Linked DNA regions of Sus scrofa: region 2 is linked to region 1. The links are chromatin contacts, called in public HiChIP or PLAC-seq maps. All regions are on one chromosome and are shown on one strand. Each heading gives the region's core, a stretch centred on a gene start, on an enhancer-like site or on the middle of the called end of the contact. The rest is flanking DNA. Distances are from core to core; before and after follow the strand shown.

What was found. HiChIP or PLAC-seq counts read pairs in DNA pulled down with a chosen protein or histone mark.
Region 2: an H3K27ac HiChIP or PLAC-seq map of alveolar macrophages shows a contact between it and region 1. The contact joins two enhancer-like sites. A contact is called at or near these places in 1 of 47 Hi-C or Micro-C datasets (embryonic fibroblasts) and 1 of 2 datasets of contacts at active chromatin or transcription factors (alveolar macrophages).

The regions. Positions count from the first base shown.
Region 1 is chr1:223,306,768-223,310,237 of Sscrofa11.1, forward strand. All of the region lies in intron 5 of C1H9orf135, which reads left to right. Among named protein-coding and RNA genes, the nearest start is that of C1H9orf135, 150 kb to the left of the region's middle. Within about 2 kb of position 1,709, at least 9 of the 83 cell types and tissues checked have an H3K27ac peak or open chromatin away from gene starts, as enhancers often do. A contact at or near this core is called in alveolar macrophages, where this site is marked.
Region 2 is chr1:223,604,168-223,607,365 of Sscrofa11.1, forward strand. All of the region lies in intron 8 of SMC5 (structural maintenance of chromosomes protein 5), which reads left to right. Among named protein-coding and RNA genes, the nearest start is that of SMC5, 45 kb to the left of the region's middle. Within about 2 kb of position 1,349, at least 2 of the 83 cell types and tissues checked have an H3K27ac peak or open chromatin away from gene starts, as enhancers often do. A contact at or near this core is called in alveolar macrophages, where this site is marked.

The sequences.
Region 1 (3,470 bases), core at 459-2,958:
AGCAAAAGTATTACTTCTGATAAGGGGCCACTGTTGGCATCCAAAAAAGGGATATTTTACATGTTTATTCTTGTGGATGTTTGTAGGATTTTCAGGGATGTTTGTGTGTATAACGGGGAGGGAGGGGAGGAATGGAAATCTTATACATCACTGATATTTGACTTAAGTGGTTTAGTTGCTTCTTACTGCCCAGATATGACATATTTTTGCCTGAGATTGAAACTGAAGCAAAGATCCAGGGGAAATACAGCATTTTGAAAGAGTAACTCCTCATCCTTCCTGTAGCGTGCATAGAGGCATGACAGAGAGTTGATTAAGATGCCTTTCTGTGGCAGAACTCAGGACTGACTCATTGCCCACACTCTCCTTTCCAACCCTCTGCTCCTTCCTTCCTGCCAGACTCACCTTCTCTAATCACCTCTCATCCTTCTGTCATTCTGGATTCTTTTAAGTCTGCCTTCCTCTTTTGACTCTGCTTGACTGTATAAACTCTGAACTCCAAATCAGTTGTTGCCTCACCCTTAACAATCCACAGATCAGTGGCCTCTCAGACACCTTCCGCTCTGTCTTCCACATCAGTGAGAGCTCCCTCAATGCCTCTCATCCCTGACAAGTTTCACCCATGCTTTATCTTGGGACTTGTGCCCTGGGAATTTCTCTTTATCTTCTCAACTCAAAGTCTACCATGCTCCTATCAAGACTAGTTTCTGACACCTGTCTCTTTAATAATCCTGTCTATCTATACATTTGGTCTCTTTCACTGGCATTTTCCAACTCACAAAAACAAACCACTTCTTTTTGCCCAGGTTTAATACTAAGAAATATTAATAACAAGCAAAAATAAACAAAATAAACTTAATATTTTAACCCAGTCTCCTAGCTTTTGTTGAAATTTGGTGGAATAGAACTTCAGATAAGGTTAGGAGCTAGAAGGACACATTTCGTCTTTTTTTTTTTTTTGCCATTTCTTGGGTTGCTCCCACGGCATATGGAGGTTCCCAGGCTAGGGGTTGAGTCAGATCTGTAGCACCAGCCTACGCCAGAGCCACAGCAACGCAGGATCCGAGCCGCATCTGCGACCTACACCACAGCTCACGGCAACGCCAGATCCTCAACCCACTGAGCAAGGCCAGGGATCGAACCCGCAACCTCATGGTTCCTAGTCGGATTCGTTAACCACTGAGCCATGACGGGAACTCCTAGAAGGACACATTTCGAATAGAAACTCCAACTCATCAGGGCAGCAACATTAAAGTGAACTAAAAATCCTAAGGAGGGGCTGGCTACAGGGAAGGTTTGGTTTTGTGACTCAGTGATGTCACCGTCAAAAGCCTAATTTCTTTCCATTTTTGTCTGTTTCCCCTTCTATGGTGTCAACTTCATTTAAAAAGAGCTCTTCTTCTTCTTTGCTGTGGTTGTGGCACAGGCCAGCAGCTCTAGCTCTGATTTGACTCCTAGCCTGAGAACTTCCATGGGCCGTGAGTGTGAACCTAAAAAGCAAAAAAAAAAAAAAAAAGAGCTCTTCTCGTGGTCCTCAGATGCCTGTAAGCACTCCCTGAACCATGGGCTTTCTATACCGGCAAGGAAGGGAAAGTTGAGTCTACCTCCCCAGTCAAAGTCCTGATGTTTACTGATGTTGAGCTGTGTGCTCAACTCTAATTGCTGTGGTCACAGAGGGAAATGTAGTGACTGTCATAGCCTCAGTCACATGCTCTACTCTGATAGCTGGCATGGAGTTTTCTTTCCTGAAACCATGACTCCCTTAAACTGAATCAGAGTGCTTGCCCTTTGCTCATTTACCTTTAGGACATGCGAATGGGTTTGGACCACTCACTACTCCTCCCTGAACTTATGTCTGGTTGGTGCTCTAACTTTTCTCAGCTCCAGCCATCCCGCTCAAGTCAGAGGACTAGACGTTAACCAAGTACTGTGTGGAAAACACCCGGACTGTGTGTGGAAGCCTGTGGGCAGAGATGAAAGGACACAGAGAAGTGGTGAGGGGTGGGGTAAGGACCGCTGGGCCCATAATAGTCATGTGGTGATGTCATGACTTTAACTCCCCAGACATCTGCTGGGAGGCTCCTATTGCTAAAAGTGGAACAGCTGATTAGAGGACAAAAATGAATTCTGACCAGAAAGGAAAAGCCAGTTGGTGAAGCAGAAGGTATAGGAAACAGGGGAGGAAGTGACTGAGTCACCTTGGAATTCATAATGGTAGAGAAAGGGAACAAATGGGCATGTTCAGACACATCCACTGGATTTTTCTTTTTAATCGGAGAAAAGTAAAATGAGTCCATGGTCAGTTTCTAAAAGTGGCTATCACTTAAGAAGAATAAGTAGCTTTAAAAAAAGGAATGCTTACTCTGTAATCTTGGGTTATCCTAATGAGAAGGACACTGAAAAGACATTAAAGAAATAGAAAATGTTTGAGAAACAACCCATGTTTAGATTTAGAAAGAACAAAAACAGAATCTCAGGGGCAAGGCCCATAGTCAAGGATGCATATAAGACCATGGACATGGCACAAACCTGTACAGGTGAAACATCCTGAAGGCTAACTGTAAGTTGAGACCTGAGAAAATGTTAAAACCAAATACTGTAGGGTATATAGAAGTAGAAATACAACGTTGTACACATGAAACTTAAACAATCCAATATGACATCATAAAAATAAAACTCTTTTCAAAAAGTTTTAACTTTTTTTTTAAGCAAAAAAAAAAAAAAGAGGAAGAGATCATTGTTTGGGCAAGATGGTATCAAATTAGATGACAGAAAAAGCAGAACCCCTCAGCTGCCTTTTTTTTGCCTGCCTGTCCCCCTCTTAAGGAAAAGGTTTTCTTTTCTTTCTTTAACATAGAAAGGCTAGTACTTCTAAGAGAACTGTGCTCCAAGAGCATAAAGATGATAGTAAGAGTATTGGCCCATTAAAATGCATTTCAGTACTTAAGCCAAGTGAATTATATCTAGATATTGAAGCAACTTGCTTATGTGCTGATCTTGGGCTCTGTGATAGGCAGAATGGTAGTCTCCCCCAAAGATGTCCTCATCCTAACCCCTGAAACCTGTGACTTCACTACCTGACATGGCAAAAGGGACTTTGCTGCTGTGAGAAAATTAAAGATCTTGAGACGGAAAGATTACCTGGTTATCTGGGTGGGCAAAATATAATCACAAGGATCCTTATCAGAAGGTGGCAGGAAAACCAGAGGGAACAGATGATGTGATTATAGAAACAAAGATAAGAGTGATGTGATTGCTGACTCCTTGCCCTGAGCCAGGGAATGCCGGTGGTCTTTAGAAGCTGGTTGGGTTCAGCCTTCCAAGCCTGCAGAAGGAATTCAGCCCTGATACCTCAGTTTTAGCCCAGTGATATTGAGTTCAGACTTCTGAACTCCAGAACTGTAACACAACAAATCTGTACTCTTTTAAGCCAATAAACGTATGGTAATTTGTTATAGCAGCAATGGAAA
Region 2 (3,198 bases), core at 99-2,598, 300 kb after region 1:
TTATGGTATATAAACTTATAGTTCCCTTTACATATTGATGAATTTTACTAACAATATTTAAAGGATTTTTGTGTCCATATTCATGAGGAATCTTGTTCTCTAGTTTTCTTTTTATATTTGTCTGCTTTTGGTATCAGGATAGAATAGTAACTTTTTAAAATTGGAAGTGTTTCACCATTTTTTTATGAGATTGTGTAGAATAAATATTCTTAATAATTCTCAGTTAACACTTCTGTTTTGGGAGTTTTAAAATTATGAATTCAAATTACTAATAGTTACAGGGCTATTCAAATAATCAGTTTTATTTTGGATAAATTGTGGTAGTTAGGTCGTAGTGGTTCTTTGAGGAATAGGTTCATTTTGTCTAAGTTCTTAAATTTATGCATAAATTCTCTTATTATCATTCGGATATCTGTAGCTTCTGTAGTGATACTGCTACCCTATTTCATTCTTGATATTGGTTATTTGTGAATACTCTTGGTTTTGGGGTTTTTGTTTGTCTTGTTTTGTTTTTGGCAGTGGCGGGTGGGGATCCATCTTGCTAGAGGTCTGTTAATTTTTTTGTTTTTTACAGAAAACTAACTGTTTCAGTGGCTTTTATCTGTTATTTTTCTAATTTCATTGATGTCTGTTCATATTTTTATTACTTCCTTTCTTTTGCTTGGTTTTGTAGTGCTCTTTTTCTGGGTTCTTGAAGTGGAAGTGGAAGCTCAGATTATTGATTTGAGACTTTTCCTCTTTTCTTATGTATGCAGTTAATGCTATATGTTTTCCTCTCATCACTGCTTTAGCTATGCCCCACAAATTTTAGTATGTTGTAATTTTATTTTTACTCAGTTTGGTTATTTGTTCACTTAAGATCACAATTTGTTTATTCATCTGCTGATGGACGTTTAAGTTGTTTCTGGTTTGGGGCTATTACCAAAAAAGCTGCCATTAGTATTCTTTTACAAGTTCTTATATAACATATACTTTCATTTATTTTGTATAATTTACTGGGAGTAGACTGTCATAGATGTATATATAACTTTTGAAGGAATTGCCAAACTTTTCAAAATGATTATTAACTATTTTTTGTAGTTATAGTTGATAAAAGTTGACTTATAATTGCTTAGAATTTTTTTTAATGTTCTTTCATCACAAATAATTTGAGAAACACTGCTTAGAGTAGCCTTGGAGGGATAGGTTTAGGTAGCTACAAGAATTCTCCTTACATTGTATAATATAAAGCAGAGTGAGTATAGATGGAGGTAGGGTGATGGTTTTGAAGGGAGGAAGAGTACTCTGACCATAGTACTCTGATTTTAACTCTGGCATTAATGAAATATGTGACAGAGTCATTAGCTGAATGAGTAGATAGCCTTTTGCAATAAAGAATTGAGGAAGGAGGAAAAGATGTGAACTCATCTCAGAATGAGTGCATACATTTATATAAAAAAAAATGTAGTAGACTTGGAGTTCCTCTGTGACTCAGCAGGTCAAGAATCTCGCTTGGTATGGCTTTGATTGCTGCTGTGGCATGGGTTTGATCCCTGGCTCAGGAACTTCCACGTGCTGCAGGTGCGGCCAAAAAAGAAATTAAGCTTATGGAAGTCACAAACTGTGCAGCAGGTTAAGGATCCAGTGTTGCCTCAACTGTGACACAGACTGCAACTGTGGCACGGGTTCAATCCCTGGCTCAGGAAATTCCACAAAACATGGTTGTAGCGAAAAAAGAAAAGTATTATAGGCTTTTGTGGTAGTTCTGAGTGCCTGTTTAAGTTTTGTGGCCATAAATTTGAAGTAAGACCTATTTTCAACAGTTTCTCGAATTAGTTCACTTGTTCAGAAACAGAGAAATAGAAGGTATATATTTAGGTTTAAGAAAGACTAAGCTCTTTCCTTGCTAGTGTGACATAGGAGTGGGGAAGGGCGAAGAAGTCCTTGAAAGGGCGTGTTTCTAGATTAAGAGGAAAAAAATGAGGGGGATGGTGGATTGGGAAAAGACAGTAGGGTCAGTGGATTGCAGGACCCTCTGCAGTCAAAGAGTAGTCACAATAGGAACGTGATAATAAGTAAAATGGAAGGAAAGGAAGTGATCAAAGAGTAGGATTGTGGAAATAACACTTATCAGAGGTGGTATGATTATTGGTGATTTACATGATCCTAGTAGGAGATACAAGCATAGGTATAGCATAAAATAACCATAAGAAGATAGACTAGGAGGCGTTTAGGAAAAGATGGTTGAAGTTGAAGTCAAGGAACACAGAGTCCGTAGAGTTGGACTGATTTTTTTGTGTGTGTGTTTGTTGAAGTTTCATGATGGCTAGCATGATGGAAAGACAGTGAATCAAGTGCTTAAGTCATCAGTGAATGAAGGGGTTGAGGAAGGATTTTGAGCAAGTAGTTAACATAGAACAAAGATAAAGGGTGGTAGTCTGATTACCATGGTCTTCAAGGATCTGAAGTGGGGCTGAGTTAATGGAGGAGGTAGTACAGTGGAGATTAATTAGGATACCCTTTCCACCTCTGAATACTGAAGTACTCTGAATGATTATGGCAGGAAAAGGTCACCACTTGAAAGGGCTCTAGGAAGAAGTGGCTTCCAGGATTATGGATTCCAAGTTATGGTTAGAACAAGAAGAGAGAACATACAGAGAAATTGAAGGTATAGAGAAGTATGGGGATGGTATACTAGTGATCATGGATGATCTTGGAGGCTTGGACTTACTGTGCCTGAGCTAAACATGAGAGTGATAGAGTTAGTTATGTTAGTTCCTTGGATGAAGGTGGCAAATGAGTTAAAGTCGGAACCTAGAAAACTTAGCTGGAAGGACAGGGACCATTGGGCTGCTTTTGTTTTTCAGATCAATGTGAGACAAAGATCTACTCTTGGTACAAAATTTCTTCATCAGTCCAGTGATTTTTGGTAGCTTAGTGATCTCTATTTTACTGGGATGTAAAAATTATATTTGTTAAATTTCTTTCCCTTTCTGAGGTACTGGGGCTTCCCCATGCCTTTGGTGATTCATAATTCTATCCCTGTCTCCTATGACAAGCCAATTTATTCTCCTAAAAGATTTGGACTTGATGGGTTTCCTGGCTGAACACTGTGGCTTCTTGTCTACTTTCTTCTTTAAGGCCCATTGAACATTGTTAATTTTCAGTCACATATATATGTATCTTAATTTTTTCAAAGTTTTTCTTTCGCTTCTGTGT